Regions from separate parts of the Anser cygnoides genome. Here region 1 is linked to region 2. A link is a contact called in public Hi-C data. All regions are on one chromosome and are shown on one strand. The core of a region is the stretch at or near the end of the contact, and the rest is flanking DNA. Distances in the headings are between cores, read along the strand shown. Region 1 holds the start of PEX26 (peroxisomal biogenesis factor 26). Region 2 holds the start of ATP6V1E1 (ATPase H+ transporting V1 subunit E1).

What was found. Hi-C and Micro-C count contacts between places; a contact is called where the count stands out from the background.
Region 1: a Hi-C map of liver shows a contact between it and region 2, with 9 times the contacts expected there. The contact joins the promoter of PEX26 here to the promoter of ATP6V1E1 in region 2. A contact is called at or near these places in 2 of 7 Hi-C or Micro-C datasets (both in liver).

What each region holds. Positions count from the first base shown.
Region 1 is chr1:67,255,353-67,261,411 of Taihu_goose_T2T_genome, forward strand. PEX26 (peroxisomal biogenesis factor 26) reads left to right here and starts at 4,620. Exons shown (of 5, transcript XM_013173167.3): 1 at 4,620-4,948; 2 at 5,331-5,471; 3 at 5,951-6,059. The coding sequence starts at 4,755.
Region 2 is chr1:67,004,372-67,010,480 of Taihu_goose_T2T_genome, forward strand. It overlaps ATP6V1E1 (ATPase H+ transporting V1 subunit E1), which reads right to left and starts at 2,506. Exons shown (of 9, transcript XM_048080632.2): 1 at 2,341-2,506. The coding sequence starts at 2,373. It overlaps BCL2L13 (BCL2 like 13), which reads left to right and starts at 3,774. Exons shown (of 7, transcript XM_066998911.1): 1 at 3,774-3,900.

The DNA.
Region 1 (6,059 bases), core at 3,370-5,869, 250 kb after region 2:
GAGAAAATACATTTCTTTCTTCCTATTTGCCATATGGTATCAGTACTTTCAGGATTCACTTTGTTAAGTGTTTCTCCCAACCATGAGAGCACACTTCACTTTTGAAAAAGAGGAAAGATAAGAGATTAATGGGTAACAACTGATTTCAGCAGGTGGGGCTCAACGAAGAGATATTAACTATTAGAAGGGCATGCAACGCTGAATCTGTGAGCAAAAAGATGCACTGCCAGGCAGACAGGATTTAATTGACCCATGCTGATGACAGCCTTCAGTATTTTCTCACAGATAATAACTGGTTGCAGAAAAGAAGAAGCCTTAGGCTTTTAACCGAACTGGTCACCTTAAAGCTATGAAATGCCCCACCCAGCACTAATTATTAGTATTATAACAGTAACAATGAAATAAAAAGTAACAGCTGTTATGATCTGGCTGCTGCCTTGCCAAGTCTGGCATTTTGCTCCACATGGAACAAAGAAAGAGGCGTAATCAATTCAAAATCACCCTTTGTTTCGGGAAGCTTTTGCCATTATTTAAGAAAAACTCAAGTTACTACAAGTTGTGGAAACAACTCTGCATTTCCAGTTTTCTGGTTTCCAGTGTTTGCACCTTACACAGTGGTTGTGGTTCAGTGGTGAAGGTTACAGCGGGAATTTGCTCACACTTCAATGCCATGCAATACCCCCAGCCGGACTGTAGCTACGAGTACCCCTGTAGTCTTCTTGCTTGTCTTCTACCATCCTTGCCTGTTGTTTATATGGGTTTTCATGCAGCCCAAATAAGAGGTAAGTGCTTTAAAAAACAGTAGCTAGGATCACCAGCAGGGGGGTTCAAAATCAGGTGAGTCACCTCTTAGTAGTTCTATATTTAAAACAAAAAAATACATTTGATTCTGTCCCATGCTAAGTAAAATAGAAAGCAGAAGGTCATGCCTGGCCATCTGTTCAATGCACAGGCGGAAAGTGTTCACCTTCACACAACCAGGGGCTCTAATGACAGCCTGCCAAGAGCTAGAGGGAGCCCTGAGTTTGGGCTAATTGAAGGGAACTGCAGCCAGCTATCTTCATATTTAATAGGAGTGCACTGCTCGTGGAAATTACAAGCAAATTACAGGTTCCAGCATGTAATGGTCTAGCCAGACCCAAACAAAAGCACGTGGTGGTGAAGACGGAGCGCTGCATGCCGGGACCTGCACTCTCTGTGGCCCTCGTTGCCTTCTATATAGCTACGAAGTCCTGCAAAACTCCACAGCTTTCCTAGAGACTGTGCTTCCTTCAGCTGTGCTTATAATGCCTTTTATAACGTGCAACTCTGCTGTGTGCTTTTGTATGGATGTAAAGGTGTTTCTTTCGCTTCAAATCAAATCATAGGGCCTCACAGTTTCTAGCTCCAAGCCTCTCTAATGCTGCTAATCTCGTATTAACAACCTACTGACACAGAAGAGACCGCAGAAAAGACTGATTGCCAGCTCCCTGGCCCTGTGACCGCGTGCCGGTCAGATCTGGATTAATACTTGAGGCGATTTGCCTCAGGAGGCCTTCTCCAGGTGCCTGTAACTCTAAACTCTCCTTGAACTGCTTCGCAGGAGTGGGAGGAGGGGAACCTGTGAATTCACAGCTGATGAAGACACAAACAAGGCCCCTCTGCAACTCGCTTCATTTCTATTCCAGTATAAAATCAGGACGACCGCAAATAAAAATCCTAGATTTTAGACCGGAGGCAAGGAGCCAGGACACAACACCCATGACACAAAATCCACCGTGATGCTCCTTCTTAAGCAAGTTTGCTTGAATTTAGCTTTTCTGGTTACAATAAATGGTTATCCAGGAAGCAGGAGCACAGTCAAGTATGTTGACTTCCTCCAGTATTTTTGTAGGGGAATAGCCCTGCTGCGTAGGCTAATTCAGGTACAACAGTGACTCTTCCAGTTTAAAAACAGTGTGTGCCGTTCTCATTTAGGGAAGGCTGGAAAAACAGCGTCATTCTGATTTGGTGATGAGCGTCCGCACATGACAGCTCAGTTTACCAGCCCAAACCGCCTCGCGCTTCGCTCCCTGTCCCGGCCGAACCTCCTGCATTTGCAACACCGTGCCTTGGTCCTACACAGCAGGAGGAGGCTGTGGGGCCGGCCGAGCAGCTGTGCTCGATGGCAGCGAGAAATAAGGGCCACGAACTGCACCTGGACTGCAAGGAGAGTGCCAGGGAAATGAAAGGAGGCCGCTGGGGCTTCGCTCCTCTGAGGCTGGAGGTCGAGCATCCCTCACCTCCCCTGGGACGGTTCTGTTGTGGAAGAATTTTGTTTGGCTCATCAACAGATTGCTAGTAAATGGGTAACTGTTCCTGAAGTTAAACAATTCTGTGCGTAACCATCTTCTGCAGGCCAGGGAACGGTAAGAGTTGGGCCTTCAAGGCACCACACTGTCCCCTCTAGGAAGAGGGATGAAGTACAAAAACATTCTGCCATGCCTTACAGAGACGTTAATTTTACCCATTATTATCATTATTAGAAGGCTACTTGTTCCACCATAGCTTCTTAACCAACCAGACTGCAACTGCTGCTTAGAGCAGCTCCTACCTCTCCCCTGCCCTTCTCTGCCTCTAACTTACCGCAGTGTTATTGCAGCTCATGTATCTTTCCATAGTTCTTTATTAATAAAGAGCATCTGCAAGAAAACAGGATCTGACTCACCCCGCCGCACAGCAGCTCCTGCTGCTTACTTTCCCACCTGAAACAACAATCCCACTTCCAAGTCCCTTCCATTGCCACAGTTCTCGTATCGCCTGTGCACCGCAGTGCTGTCCTTCTAAGGAACAGAATATTCTTGGCTGCTCTCCCCAAGAGACATTCTCGAACAAAATCTTTGCATATCGCAGACTCACCTCATTTTCATGCTATCTCGCTCCTTTTCAGCATCTCAGTGAGGAGGATTTGGTGAGTGTGAGGCTTTTTCAAAATTGATTCCTTATCCATATTTGGGAATTTGTGCTGGGCACTAGCTGGTACAAGCCAGAGTCTTCCCACAGTGCACTTTGGGACTTGTAGTTCCCAAAAAGGAATGTTGTTTTCCAAATTGCAGGAGCCAAGCAACAGTAACAGAAGCCCGAAAGGCCTTTATCCCCGCCTTTGCTTAACTGCTCAGCCCTGCCTTCTGCAACGTTTATGTGCTGTGGCTCAAATGGGCTGAATTTGTCTGGGTCCTCTTCCACAGCTCGTAGCACAGCACACAAGCACGCACCGCCTTGCGAAAGCTGCTGCTGCTGCAGAGCACTCGTCCCATCACTGTGAGGTGCCAGCACTCGGTCCTGCCACCTGTAAGCAGCCACTTACAGAGCTAGTACCAATTTTTATGGATTCTCCCCACACTTTGTTCCCCATATCCAGCACTGAAATGGCATGGAAACTTCCTTTAAAAACTGTGCTTCACTCTTTTGCACTCTTTTGCATTAGTAACTTTGATTTATTTAATTAAATAATTATAGTAGGGGATCAGCATTTCAAAACAGTATAATAAATCCTGCCTCTTCTGTAGAGATTCATTTCTGAAGAGAGTTTTCACAGAGTGCAATAATTATTTTGCAACCAAGACACCCTATTGTTTTAAAATACCAGTTAAAGAAGAATGTGAAACATTTTATATTGTTGCCTGTAGGGTACTGATGGAGATACTGTTACGATTACCCAACTCCATTTAATAGTTTAATTTGCTTAAAGCAGCGGGCGCTGGGTAGCTGAAGAAAAGATGCCAGAGGAGCATAACCATTCCTGGGGGTGTTCAAGGAAAGGTTGGACGTGGTGCTCAGGGACATGGTAGTAGGGTGATGGTTGGACCAGATGATCTTGAAGGTCTTTCCCAACCTTAATGATTCTATAACCCGAGGAGAGGAAGGCACATGCCTGTCCAACACAGGATCCCGCTGGCAAAGCCGAGCTTCAGAGGGAGCCATGTGCGGGAGCACACAGGGAGCGCTCCCCCACTACCAGGCACTCCAAAGCCCTTCTCCCGCTGGCTGTTTATGCTGAGGAAAACCACAGGACCACAACTTTATCGCCTTGCTCCAAAGCAGCACCTGAAAACGCTTGAATAAGGCAGGCGGCAATGCTTGTGCTGCTGGTGACGCCTTGCGGCCGCTGAGGGGACAAAGCGGTGACCTTCGCGGGGCACCTTGACCCCCTGCTGCTTACGGCACCGAGGTGGAGGGTTGCTCTTTGGGTTTAGTCGTTCTCCCTTTGGCAGCCAGGCGAGTGAGAAGGGCTTCCCCTTCACTTGGTTTAACCCCTTTAACGCTTAGCACCGAGACAAAGCCAGAGACGTGCCCTGACCCCAAATAAAGCTGTCGCATGTAGGCACATGCTTGTGGCACGGCGGTCCTCTCTTGGGGCAGCACCTATCTCCAGGGTGCTGCTGAACGAGCGGCCCCGATAAACAACCCTTGGGTCGCTCTCTAGCCAGAATTTTGTCAGAAACCGCCCCTCGCCACGACGCGACCCAAGGCTGACAGGAACTACATTTCCCGGCGGGCGGCACAGAAGATGGCCGCCGGGGCACCCCTCGCGCCGCCGGGGGGCGGTGGCGGCCGCCTTCTGCCGGCCTCCCAGGGGGAGAGGGCGGCCCCTGGGTGCCCGGGCGGCTCCCCGTGTCCGTCCCACCCGAGGGGGGGCTCGGGGGGGCGGTGGTGGCGGCGCTGGAGCCGGATCTGGGTGCGGACGGGCGGCGAGGCTCGGTCAGGGCGGCAGCGGCAGCCCGCCCGCCGCCGCCATGAGCGGTGTGCCGCCCGCCTGCTGGTCCCCGCTGCCGGCCCAGGCCGCCTCGCTGCTGGAGGAGGCGGCCGACCTGCTGGTGCTGCACCGCGACTTCGCCGCCGCCCTGGAGCGGTGTGAGGCGGGCTGCGGCAGCCTGGGGCCCGGCCCCGGCCCCGGCCCTGGCCCCGGCCCGGACACCGGCCCCGAGAGGTGCGAGGGGAGCGGCTCCGGGACGCGGGAGTAACTGCGGGCCTGCCCGCCGGGGTGTCCGGGGCTGCTCATGAGGGTGGTCCGCGGGTTTAGGGGCTTTCTGCGTTTAGTAAACGCAGTCTTTTGTATAAAAGACTCTGCATGCCTGTCATCCCTCAAACATACATAGAAACCTTCCCTGCATGGTCCTAGAGGTACAGACTGGGTGCACACAGGGCTATCGAACTCCCCTTTTTGAGGGGGAGAAGAGGTGGAGGAGTGGGAAGGGAGGGGCAAACTGCTGGTACAGAACCATACAGTGCTAGCCAAAGTAGCTCGTAAGAAGGGATGCAATGGGAAATTTGGTTATAAGAAGCACTTACATGTCTGTCTTCGTTACCAGTTCTGCAGAAGTGAAGTGCTCCCTCTGTGTCGTGGGCATTCAGGCTCTGGCTGAGATGAACCGGTGGAGAGAAGTTCTGTCATGGCTCTTGCGGTATTACCACGTCCCTGAACGTCTGCCTCCAAAAATCCTGGAGCTGTGGTGAGTGTGGGTCTGTGGCTGCCGCGTGCAGAGGGCCTGTGTTAGTTAAGAGTGGGCCAGACTTGAATATTGTGTGATGTTTTCACCTTGCAGGTTGCAAGGATGAAAGTGAAACATGGGACCTGTTCTCACAAAGAAAAACAATAAAATAAACTGAGTTTGTTTCTTTTGCAGAATCTTTTTTTTTTTTTTTTTAACTCCGGGTTTGTAATCAAGTGCTACACGTAGTGAGCCTGCTCTCGCTGCCATTGGGAACGTCTGGGCCAGTGTGTGCTGGAGCATGCCAGCTGGCAGCTTGAAGGGGATGAAGTACAAAAGGGGTGATTCTGAGAGAGAACTGCTCCCCTGGGAAGTGTCTCTGTACCTCAAGTGCAAACCTTGCTACATGCCGTGACCATAGCTACTTCTGGGTAGTAACTGCAAGCAATCTCAACTTTTACAATGCTACTGTTTTCTATTATTTCTTTCTTGTGTTGCAGTATCCTGTTGTATAGCAAAGTGGGAGAGCCCCAGGTGATGCTGGAGGTTGGCAGTAGCTGGCTGAGAGACCTAAGCAATAAGAGCCTTCCTGAGTATGGTTCATTGCTG
Region 2 (6,109 bases), core at 1,256-3,755:
TATAGTTCATGTGACTTTACAAAGTAGTTGAATATTAGTTTGGAGGAGCTGGGGAAGAAAACAGAGACAGCAGCACCAGTTGATCAAGACCACATCAAGTATATCACATGCTGCTTTAGAGAGAGATACACACTAACAAGTTCAGCTTGAAGAAACGTTTTGAAAGCATCCTGAAACACTTTTATAAAGCACAGGTCCAAGAACTCAAAGACAGGGAAACCAATTAGACTAAATTCTGCTTATTTATCTTATGCCATTCTGTGACCAGGCTTAAATTTAGGTTCAAACCTAGAGCACTGCCCAACCAAATGGCAACTTTTAACTGTACAGCCATTTCCAAGTGCAGATGGAGAGAACCGTACACTCAAGTGGACCATGAAACCCTCCTTTTTGCTTGCACTTAATGGCAAGACACTTTTCAATCTGGTCTGAATAAACTTGCATGAAAGATTCTATTCATATAATCTCATATACAATTCATATAATCTGAAATGAGACATTTTAAAGAGATAAGAAAGGTGCCAATTTGAGAACTGAACCAATGCGCTGACAGCACCATGCCCATATAAACTAAAAACCAGAAGTGAACAGACAAGTGGAAGATTTTAGGCATGTACAGTGGAAGAAGTGAACGACAGTATCTACATCCTCAAAATCAGGTCAACAATTTTTATTTTAATTCCAGTTTGCAACACTTCTAAATGTAAGTCTACCTACAAGGTCAGTTTCTTATCCCACTTGTCTGATCTGATGGCCGATCAAATCAAGTTTAGATCTATATGCATTTCAGAAAGGACAAGACAGGCAGATAAATCATGTAAATAATTTCACTGAATACCCTGGTGTGGAAGGAAGCTAAGGACTTTTCTATAGCAGCAGTTTCCAAATTTTGGAAGAGTACTTTAAACAGTTTCAGATGTTCAAGAAATGTCCTCTGTATAACAAAGTAGAATAAGATGGAAGCAAGGTGATATGTCATCTGTTTTGCCATGTCTGGTGAGACCGAACATTGTTATTCCTTTTGCAGTCTGTTGTACTGAAATCCCATTTTGTTCTTCACAGGAATGAAAAGAGATATTAAGTGAGGCTTCCAGACCTAAAGATATTAGATGTAACAATCAATTAAACACTGTTGACGGAAGAAAGCAAGTAAATCTAAGATTGATAAGCAGGGTTGATTTTCAATGTGAAAATTACTGAAAGCACCATGATCAGTAGTTAAGATTTCAGAGGATCATCTGGTAGGTTCATACCAGGATTTATGCACATGTAGAACTGTGGTGCTATCAGCTGCATTCTCTTTTCCAGTCAACAGGATCACCCCAGGTTCAATAGTGCAGAACGACAGGCAAGTTGCAGGTGTGAAATTCTATTGGCACTGGGTGTTTAGTGTATCCACAGATCCTGAAATAACCTTTGAAGTTCACACCCACAGCAGCTGAGCAAGACCACAGCAAGTCACCTTTATTTTTATAATCTTCATGGGAGAGGAAGTAAAAAAATACAAGCAGCAAGCTTTGCAAATAAAATGCAAGGGAATGTAACGCCACAATTCTCCTTTTGGAGATAGATGACCTACCGATTTTACTTTCAATGTGATGCTTCCTTGCCAAGAGACTATGTTTACTGAATGAGAAAGTGAGACACGACGCACTTCTGATGCAAAGGACACGTAGAACTCGGCAGATCTGCCTGTCACCTGCAGGAGCCCCGCTGGCCAGCACCGACTGGATCCGTGCAGCCTTTAACAGCGCACGCCGTCTTCAGCCTGGCTAGGAGCAGTTTTTTAGGCAGGGGCCCTGTTTACTGTCAATAAGGACAGAGTGCCCTCACCCAGGGGGAAGCGTCCACAGCCAGCCTTCAGCCCTGGAAGTTTCCATCACAGGAGCTGCTTTGCACTGCTCTGCTTGGGACATGGAACTGAAATAGGCATCTGAGAGCTGAAGGCCACACAAAAGGGCTAAGTGACAGCTAATTTGGTTTAGGATAGATGTGTAGAAAAGGTGAAAAAGCCTTAAAGAGAAATATCCGGGACGGTATGTATGCAGGGTAGTGCATTTATCTGCCTGGAAGCACAGTTAAGCACTGCGGATGGTACAGATGATCACTCACGTGCCCTCTCGTCATGATCTGGCAACAACACACCCTCAAAAGGCTTCAGTTGAAGTTTATCAGTGGACGGCCAACCAACCCCACCAAGGAAAAATAAAATAAAAACCACTTTCTTCATCACCCCCCTTTCCCACCGAGATCCCCGTGTAAAACCTCTCCCCCCACCCCCGTTTCGGAGCTGGGCCCGAACCCCGTCCCCCCGCCCCCAGCAGCCCCCCAGGCCCCCACCTGCTTCTGGACGTCGGCATCGCTGAGCGCCATGGCGGCGGCGGCGGGCGGCGGGGAGCCGGCGGGGCTGCGGGGAGCCGGCGGCCAACGGGAACCGAATCGAATCGAATCGAATCGAATCCGGTTCGGGTCACGGCTGCCACCGCCGCGTCGCCCCGCCCCGCCCGCTCCGCCCCGCCAGGCCAATCGGAGCCCCGGAGCCCGCCGGCGTCACGGGGAGGGGCGGGGCTTGCGGCGGTGCGCTGCCATGTCGCGCCGGCTCCCGGTCGCCATCTTGTGGTGGGTGCGGGACGCCCTGCCCCGCTCCCGGCTTGGGGGCGCGTCGTGGCCGGCGGAACAGAAATATTTACCGTGCTTCCGTTAAAAAACGAGCTACTTCCGAGAAAAAATTAATTTACTTTCTCAAGTCAAATTAAACACTGAGAGAAGCGTGCTTAGAAAACCCTAAAGTTTTGTGTGTGTGTGTTTTTTTTTATTTTTTTTGCAATGCTTTAGGCTCATCATAGGAGGCTTCGGTATCTCAAGGTCACTTTCAGCCGCCAGCTGTATAAAGTTGGGAAATAGTATTTATGAAATCTCACATTTTTCAGGTTTGGACTGGCAGCGTAAAACAAAACTGTCCTTTCACGTGTGCCTGAGATGCGGTGTAGGATTAACGAGCACAAAGAGAAAACCCCAAGGCCACAGCGAGCCCTCGTGAGGGGTGGGACTGGGTTACCGAGTGGGGCGGGAGGTCAGGGGCTTTGGGGTGTTTTATGGGAAGCGGTGTGATGGGCCTCTGGGGCTGGGCGCACTTGTAGGGTTAGCGACTGCAGCACCAGTTTCAGTACAGTACGCTGGGGGGGTCACAGCCTCTGTATTATCGCCTCCTGCCATTTTCCGATCGAGAACGACTCAGGACCATTTCCACACGATGTGCTGATTCATCTGGGTTTCGTTACTGCTTCTGTTGTTCACTTTATGACAAGTTTTAAAGCAACCTCTGTAACCTGTAATAAATAGTACACGTTGACCCTGACTGGCTGGACGCTTCTGTTTGCGTTCTGCGGGCACATTCACCGGAGCAAACCGCACTGTGCTTTACACACCAGCGTCACGCGTCCTGCGTGCCACATCCACGCTTCCCCCGGCTTATTTCTGCTTCCTCAATTTCTCACGAGCCCGCTTCCCCTCGGCATGAAGCACGCCTTACACAAAAACCCGTAACTTTCCTCTCCGCGAGCCCAAACCCCTAGCTCCCACCCGCGTAGCCGCCCGCAGCGCAGTAACGCAGGGTGCCGCCCCCCCCCCCGGCCCGGCCCCGTGCCGCTGCGTCATTCCCCCCCCCCGGCGCATGACGCGGCCGCGCAGCCGCCCCCACGCCGCAGAGGACGCGCGCGCCGTGACGCGCGGCCCCCGCCCCTCCATCATGGCGGCGGCGGCGGCAAATTAGGGCCGAGCCCTCACCGCCCGGCGCGGGCGCTCGCCCCCTCCCCCCCCGCCCCCCGCCCCCCGCCCCCCGCAGGCGGCTCCGGCCCGGCCCGGCCCGGCCCGGCCCCGCCCCCTCCGCCGCCGCCGCAGGTGAGCAGGGGCCGGGGGCGGGCGGGCGGTTTATTGGCGTGCGTTTATTTCTGTGTTTGCCGCCCCCTCCCGCAGCGGTTGGGGGGGGGGGGGGGGGGGGGGGGGGGGGGGGGGGCGCGGCCATTACCCGGTGCCTGGGTGTTGCGGGGCTCGGGGGTGTCGTGGTGGGGCGGGCGTGGAAAATGGGGAACCCGTACGCTTCTGGGCTTGTTCCTGAAAGACATCGAGCTATTTGTCTAGAAACGTTGCTTAATTAACGTTTCCTTCTACAGTCAGCTAAAGCCCCTGCCCAGATCAAGGGCTATGTTGTTTTCCAGTATTTGCACCCATTAAGTGCCGCTGGAGGATCAGTAATGGACACGGTATCGATCCCTTTCCAGCAGGGATTGGCACGTTTCAACCCCGTCGTCCTCGGTTTATTAAAAACAATCTCTTAGTCATAGCGGTGTGTATCGCTGGAAGAGCACGCCGAGGGATTCGTCTGCCAACCTGGTCGCGGTCGGGTGCTCTGGAAGCCCTACCTGCCCTGGGAGGTGTGCTGGGAGGCAAACTGCTGCGCGGCCGGACGAGCCCGCGCACGCAGGTCTCGCCCGAAATCCCTTCACAGCCCTCCTGGTAAGGCTGCGGGGCGCCCGAGCGTTTCCCATGGTGTCGGTGCGGGGTGTGGTTATGTAGCTGCATGTCCTGCAAGCGACTCTCTGAAATGGGGTGCGTGTGAGTGAAGAGCCCCGTGTGAACGTGGGGCTGTAGGGGAGCGTGGATACGGTGAGCCGAGAGAAGTGGGAGTGAGGTTACCTGCTACAGGGACTGGTATCAGGAAGATGAACCAAACCCAGGAGCGTTTCAGTGGCATGCTTCCCTAAAACAATTTGAACTCCGGCGGTTTTGTTGCCTCCCTCAACCTTGCTGTCTGTGCACGGGTGATCGCTCGCTGACCGAGAACACACGTACGTTGAAATAACTCTCCAGCAGCGGGACGTGCTCTGTCTGAGCAGCGGTCTGGCATGAGCCTGTAGCTGGTAAGTGAGGCTCAGCGACCCGGGCCATAGATGGGAACTGCTTCCAGCCCTGGAATGACTGTTTTCAAGTGGGGCTCGCTACAGTCACGATGATGTGGTGGTGGTGTTTTAAAGAAGGCAATCTCTGGCTGTGCTGTTGTTTTTGGAACTGTTCTTAGTGCACCCGATAGAAACTGGTAGCGGTATTGACCACCTGGTATTTTGCGTATAAACGAAATAATTTGTTAGGCTACAGCTCCAAACTCATAAAGCAAGTCCCTCAACTGCTGCAGTCAAATAGATGTGCAGTAATCCTTAGTAGCAGTCGGCGAATTGTTCCGCTGGTCAGCGTCATTGCATTTTGGCTGTTGAATGATGCACAGTAAGCGTAGCTTGGGGCACAGTAGGATTTTTCAGGAGAGGACTGAAACACAGCTGAGCCCCCTCACTAAGGGATTATATTCACCGTGTTCATTGGTAGATTTGCGTTGCCCTTTATCCAATGTGTAACTCTCCTGTGGATTAAGATGTGACAGATTGCGCGAGGAAATGTCAGTCTGACTGAAACTCCCATGCTCGGGTCAGTTGAAGAGCTCAGCCCACATAAAACAAATAACAGCAGGGCTGGAGGAGTAAAGAGCTAAGTAAGCTCGAACAAGTGTAGGTTTTTCTCCCCCAAGGGTGCAGGAATTAAGAAAGGTGATTTTTTTTTTTTGTAGTAAATAATTAGAAATATTTTCGAGCTCTTTTTTTTTTAAGAGGCAATAAATAAATCTGTTTAACCAGAAGTAGCCCCCTTGTACTTGGTTTGAAGGCTTATGTATTCTTACGGTGCCTTGTTTCCCCTGCTCCACTACACCTCCCAGACAAGCCTTTGTCTTATTCTCTTAAACAGTTTCTGGACTCTTTTCCATTTTGCTCCACTAATGGAAAGCTCTCCTTCCTCTGGTCTGGTGTTTCAAGCTGTGTGTGTCCTGTTCTAAACCCACTCATTCCTGAAAAATGGTCTTTTCTGCAATATTTACAGTATCTGAGTCAATATTTGTCTATTTCTTTTTGAAAACAAAAATAATCATTCACAATTTAAAATGAGTAATTTAGTTATTTCATTGTGGGCTTCTCTCAAAGGAAGATCAGCAATTCTGAAGTACATTTCCAGTCTGAAATGCTTTTACGTGAGGCTTAAGACAGTTTTTCCATTCAAGTTCTTA